Linked DNA regions of Canis lupus: region 2 is linked to region 1. A link is a contact called in public Hi-C data. All regions are on one chromosome and are shown on one strand. Each heading gives the region's core, a stretch centred on a gene start, on an enhancer-like site or on the middle of the called end of the contact. The rest is flanking DNA. Distances are from core to core; before and after follow the strand shown. Region 1 overlaps TSPOAP1 (peripheral-type benzodiazepine receptor-associated protein 1). Region 2 holds the start of RNF43 (E3 ubiquitin-protein ligase RNF43).

Region 1 (3,040 bases), core at 242-2,741:
AGGAAGAGCAAGGGCCAGAACCACATAGAGAGACAGCCATCCCCCCAAGGAAAGGCAGTTGTTGCACCACCTCACATGCTCGTCCTGCCCCACAAATGCAGTGCCCCAGCCCCTTCAGGGAATGGAGGCAGTGCCCACTCTGTGAGAAGAAGACTGGGACTCTTCCTTAAATGGCCTCTGAGAGGGCTGCAGGGGGCCTGGGCCACAAGGGCATCACTTAGCTCCCACCACAAGCTCTGGAGGCTGCCCTGCCACCCCTGCTAGCATTTCTTCCTTGTGAGTCTCCTCCTAGCTTCACTAGCAACCGTGAGTGGCTCCCCTTGCCCCAGGCCCACCCACACAATGCTGTTGGTGGCCTAAAGGACAGTGGTTGGGTGCACAGGAGAGCCACCAGGAAGCCTCCCTGCCCCTATTTCGCTTTCCCACATCCTCACCGTAACCTCCTATGCCTGGCACAGCCCAGTCAGGCCTTGGCAAGCCTACAGGTCTTGGTTCGCCACCACTGCTCCATACCCCTTCCTCAAGCCCCTCCCCCTCTTCACCACCAGAGCCTGGCCATCTCCTGGCCAAAGCCAGCCATGGAGCCTGGACCAGAGGCAGGGGAGCCGGGTGCCCAGCCTGGGGCCACAACACCCAAGGCCATGATGATGTGGCAAGGCCTTCCTCCAGGGGGGTCTGTCGGCACCCAGAGGTCTAGGCATCTACTGCTAACCAGTCAGGGCTGGTGGCCAACCAGGGAGTCCCCGGTTCTTCCCACTCCTTCCCAGGGCTCCTTCTATAATATCCCAGGAGGGAGGGGTTGCTGCGGGAACAAATGAAGGAAGTTTCTGAACCCCAGGGATGAATGGTTGGTGGTTATCTGCAGATTCCAGTTGTTTAAGTACCCCCCCATCCCGCCCACCTTTTATTCCCTCCAGCAGAGAAAATTGAGTATTAGAAGTAAAACCATGTATCTGATTCCCTCACAGGTTACAGTGCAGAGAACAAGGGTGGGGAGACTATTATTACTGGTGGCACTGCGGTATCATCCTTTTACCACCAATAATAATCACAATATTATAATACCATAGTCAAATAGTATCATAATATACTGATGAGTCATGCTATGGATGTCACCCAATATTCTATAAGCTGCAGGAGCTATAGAATATGGGGAGTCAGCTAATATGGGGCATTATGTGCTAAAATGACATGTATTCCTATAACAGCTGGCACTGCCCAGAGTAAAGGCAAGGGGAGGTGATGATCGTACACCCAGATCTGGCTCACAGAAAGAACTCCCTCCCCCATTCTGGGGAGGAAGAAAAGCCAGGTCAGCTCCAGCACTGAAGACAAAGGAACACTGTCTGATGATGGTGATGTAAGGAGCGGGGAGTCACATGAACAGAGGGGGCCAGTCCCCCCCACTTACACGTTGCTCTCTATATATATCTATCTCCATCTAGCACTGGACTCGTCTCCTCCTCGTTCTCTGAAGAACAGGGAACAAAGAGAGGAGATGGGTTATGGACTGACTCACATGCTCCCTGCTCAGTCACCAGGTCGCCCAGCTCACAGGAACTGAAACTTTGCACAGCCTTTGCCTTTGGAAACACTGCAGATGGAAGCCCACAGTTTCCCACTGGGGCCTGGCCTCTTCCTCCTCTCCCTGCCCTGGGGGGCTGGAACTCCACTGTATTCCACCCGCCCCAGGAGAAGCAGGTTCTAAAAACAAGGACCTGAGGAAGCAGAGCCTTGCTGGGCACCTGGGAGACAGAGAGACCCAACAGGGCAGGAGGTTCCCTGAAACCCAGGCTATGACTAGCTAGAGATGTGGAGGGTACAGGGGGCCTTTGCACAAGGTCCCCTTATCTACGTCATCCCCGGGGTGGGGGCAGCTGGGTCAGGTGGGTCAGGGATCAGGGTCCCAGCCATCACTGCTCTGCAGAGAGGGGCACATACCGGGAGGGAGCTGGCCCCGGCTGGGTCCTCCCTGGCAGTTCCTGCCTGGGCACAGTGCTCACCTGGATCATAGCCCGGCTGCTTCCTTCCCACAACACTGTCCCAGTCACCGCCGCCGCCACCACCACCGCCACCACCGCCACCACCCCGGCAGGGTACAGCCCCAGCTTACTGACCTGACTCTCAGCCTGGGGTGTCCCGGGCTCCCTGTCCTGGCCACCTGCCTCAGGCCCAGGGCCCTCCAGGAAGTTGGATGGAACCAGGCCCCTCCGTCCATTGAGCTCCCCCTGGGGAGGAGATGCTGGTGAGACTGGGACCAGGAAAGAGGCCTCAGCCCCGCCCCCTCAACCCTGCAGCCCCCCCGAGGGAAACAGCCTGAGGTCAGTACTACTGCCACAGCAGTGACTTGGTCCATCCTTCAGGCTTACTTCAGGAACCCTCACTCATCCCCGTCCCTGGCTCTAGTAAGGCCCTCCCTGAGAGGGCTGGTGAGGGGGGCATATATGGCACACCCCTGCCCCCATGTTCTCACATAGTAGAAACCGTCATCGTCCATGTCTCCGAACACAGTAATGACGTCCCCCGCCCGGAAGGGCAGCTCCGCCTGTGGAGAGCCCAAGAGGCAGGTGTCAGCCCTGGGGAGGCGCTGCCAGCACCCCATTGGGTGAGCTCTATTTGTGGGTCCTCACCTCCACGTCCATGTTGGGGGAGCTCTCCCGGGGGTTGTAATCAAATGCAGCCACCATGGTACGGGGAGATTTCAGGCTGGCAGAGGAGGTGTGCTGGGTGTGGCCTGCAGGGGAAGGGGGAGAGGGCCAGGGGCTCTCTCTGGACCCCCCACGCCCTACTGTCCTCCACACTGGAGGCCTGCTGACCACCTATTCACTACCCCTCCACTAGTGGCAGCCCCAGGGGGGAACCCAGGGGGCCACCCAGGCCCACCTCTTTCCCAATATCCCCAGCACAAGAATGGCCCCTCACCTGAACAGGGCTGGGCAGGGCTTTCCACCTCAGCTGTGGAGAGAAGGTGCAAGTGAGCCCGGCCCCTCACTCCCCTCCTCATCCCAGGCTGGGGGCCATGTGGGGCAGGCAGGATGCT
Region 2 (3,040 bases), core at 177-2,676, 110 kb after region 1:
AGTTTTCACATTAAACTTTTTTTAGTGTAGCCAGAGTTCTAGGCCCATTGAATTTATACTTTTCATGAAGTTAAATATACTATCATTTTAATGTTCTACCTAAATTTGTCTATAAATTAGATGCCAATTTATATGTCTTCACATATTACAGGATAATCCTGAGTATCATTGCCTTTTCCAACTTTCAAAATCATAAGAGTATTTGAAAAAGTTAGCTTTCCAATTATTTTTCCAGTTAAAATTGATATTTCTATCTTTATTTTCCGTTCTATCTTAGGGATTCCAGCTTTTACTCTCCTGCTTGAGAATGCCAAGCACTTTGATTTCCCATGAGATGCTTTTGGAAACTACTTTATTATCCAGATCTTGTAATCTGTAATTTTCTACGTTCTTAGGTAAAACAAAGGACTATTCCTAACACGTTTTCAAATTCTTTGAGGGGGTGGGGAATAAAAGATAGGGGGAGTAGGGAGGTGATTAGTCTACAGGCTCTAAGTAGAACATCCTGAAAAAGTAAAAATAAGCCTGAGTAGAGCAGATCTGTGCTATTTCTAGGCACACTTGAGAATTTAGGTCTTTGTACAAACAAAATCTTAGTTCTAAGATATTAAAATGTGTACCCTTCAGGAAATAAAAATGCACTTCAACCACAAAGCCCACTGTGTTCAGAGGTCAAGTTAAAAAAAAAACAAAAAACTTATAAAGTCTTCGGAATAAGTGGTGAAAAGCCAAGCAATTGAACATGAACCTGTTATATAGATCCTTCTCTTTTGCTGAGGCAGAGGGAGAAAAATAAGAATTTCAAAAGAAATCTGCAAACCTGTTGTGCTGTCGGGCCCACCGGAATCCACGGGGGTGAAACAAATTCAATTATGCTTTTATAGGTCCTGCTCAAAAAAGGTTTCAACTGCTTAACCAAGTACAGCTCATTCTTCCACCTTCTTACTCTGCAACCAGATCAAGGGCCCCACACTGCAGGTAGGTGCCGAGAAATTCCGCAGCCTGAAAAAATAATCCATGCAGGTCAAAGGCAAACATTTACTCCAGGCTTAGAGCTACTGTTCCCAAGAACTCTAAAAGCACTTATAAAGGATCCAAAATCATTTTTGAAATCTCCTTTCTAACAAAAGTTCTTTTTCTCCCCGAACAGCATATAAAATGATCAAATCCTGAGAGAGAAAAGAAGCAAAGTAGCAAATACATCAGCAACAATTCACTACCAGGAACACAGAAAATCCCAGAGGGAGAAAGCAGTGTCTCTGAATCATGGATGGGCTTGGAAAGTTCGGAAAGATTCGAGTGCTTCCCTTCCAGAAAGACAATTCTGGATCAACTCCCTAGAGGAGGAAGCCTGTGGTTTGTAATTGGTGTTCTAGCTCGACTCCCTCCCCTGGGACTGCAATCACGCTCTCTACCTGCTGACACAAAGTGAGGGTGGAGCAGCTAGAGGCAACCACCCGCTCCTCTCCCCAGCCCGCCCCTCCTCCTGGCTGGCTAAGGCGAGGGCTTGAGTGCACGCACACTTACAGAGCCAGACACGTTCTTTTCCTCTCCGCTCTCTCAGCTCCCCTACTCCCTCTATTGAGCCACAGTCAAACTGCATCCAATTCAATGCTCAATCATTTTCTCTGGGTAAGCAAGCTGTTTGATACATGTCAAACAGGTATCTAGGCAGTAGAACACACCCAAGAGAACATAAACGGTGGTATAATGAAATAAAGGGAATGAAATAATAAAAACCCAGAACATGAAAGAGTGGATTCAAGATTTTGCAAATATGAGTTCAGAGGGATTTCTGCTCTTTTTGGATTTTAGCGTCTATGAATGGCACAAAGCTAGAATAAAGTGATCCAGTGCTATAGTACTTATTGCTGTCTCATGTATGCTACCCCGGCAAGAACCCTGTCCATTTTGTACATAGTTTTTCTTCAGCTTTTACTTATTTAAATTCAGGAGCTCTTTTCTAAACTGTGCCTGTATAGAGCAGGTTGATATCAGAGGTCTAGAACCTGTTATTTTCTTCTCATGCCTTTGGAAAGTGAAATAATACTATAGATCACACCTATGTGTGTGATCTTTTAGAGCTTTTAGAGCAGGTTGATATCAGAGGTCTAGAACCTGTTATTTTCTTCTCATGCCTGAAAGTGAAATAATACTATAGATCACACCTATGCCCTCAATGTAAGATTGCAAGTAAGTCTATGTCATTAATACAAGCAAAGGTATAAAATATATATGCTTAATGGGAAGCATGTAGGCAAAAAGGAAACCAATTTTTGGCTAACTACCACAATCATGAACTATAACCCTTTTAGTTACTTTGTCATTAGAATGCAACAGTTTCTAATATATGTTTCTAAAATTTGAATTTTCAAATTTACCAGATTATATTTGACTGTCCATTTCATTTCTGACCTATTGACATCTCTCCAAACTGTACAAATGCACGACAGTGTGAATGTGGTTAACACTACTGAACTGTATACTTAAACTGTTTTTACACTTAAATTTTTAAAATTGTGGTAAGAAGCATGTAAGATTAAAAAATGTTTTATTTATACAAGTGAAAATACACAAACTGATCATCTGTAAAATGTGGATAGCAATAATTGCATTGTAGGTTGGAAACTAAAACTTAACTGACATAATGCCTCCAAAAGCAAAAAAGTATGAGTGCTTTCTTCACCTTGAGCATAAGAAGATATATGGCAATAGTTTTGGCATTTTAGGCCTAATAACTGATATAGAGCAGAAAAATATGCTCTAAAACAAATCTTTAATTTAGCACTTAATTTAGCACTTTCTCTTTACTGGTTGGACCTTAAGAACACGATACAAGTATAGACATTTACAGCTCTTTTCTTTTTTTTTACAGCCCTTTTCAAAAGAATTTTTCTAAATCTTCTATGGTTTTATATTTCTTATTGTATGTATACTGTATAATAGTATAGCATAAATAATGCAAAATATACATTGCCATATATTTGATATATGCAAAAACATTTTTAAACAAAAAGTGACTAAGGGACTTTGCCTCACC

The links. Hi-C and Micro-C count contacts between places; a contact is called where the count stands out from the background.
Region 2: a Hi-C map of blood shows a contact between it and region 1, with 5 times the contacts expected there. The contact joins the promoter of RNF43 here to the enhancer-like site in region 1. A contact is called at or near these places in 5 of 9 Hi-C or Micro-C datasets (amygdala and blood).

What each region holds. Positions count from the first base shown.
Region 1 is chr9:32,921,245-32,924,284 of UU_Cfam_GSD_1.0, forward strand. TSPOAP1 (peripheral-type benzodiazepine receptor-associated protein 1) reads right to left here. Exons shown (of 30, transcript XM_038547880.1): 26 at 2,923-2,955; 27 at 2,631-2,734; 28 at 2,474-2,545; 29 at 2,118-2,228. Among named protein-coding and RNA genes, the nearest start is that of MPO, 15 kb to the left of the region's middle. Within about 2 kb of position 1,492, at least 2 of the 20 cell types and tissues checked have an H3K27ac peak or open chromatin away from gene starts, as enhancers often do. A contact at or near this core is called in blood, where this site is marked.
Region 2 is chr9:33,030,441-33,033,480 of UU_Cfam_GSD_1.0, forward strand. RNF43 (E3 ubiquitin-protein ligase RNF43) reads right to left here and starts at 1,427. Exons shown (of 8, transcript XM_038547884.1): 1 at 1-1,427. LOC111097406 (a long non-coding RNA gene) reads left to right here. Exons shown (of 4, transcript XR_005364593.1): 2 at 278-395; 3 at 885-978; 4 at 1,151-1,945.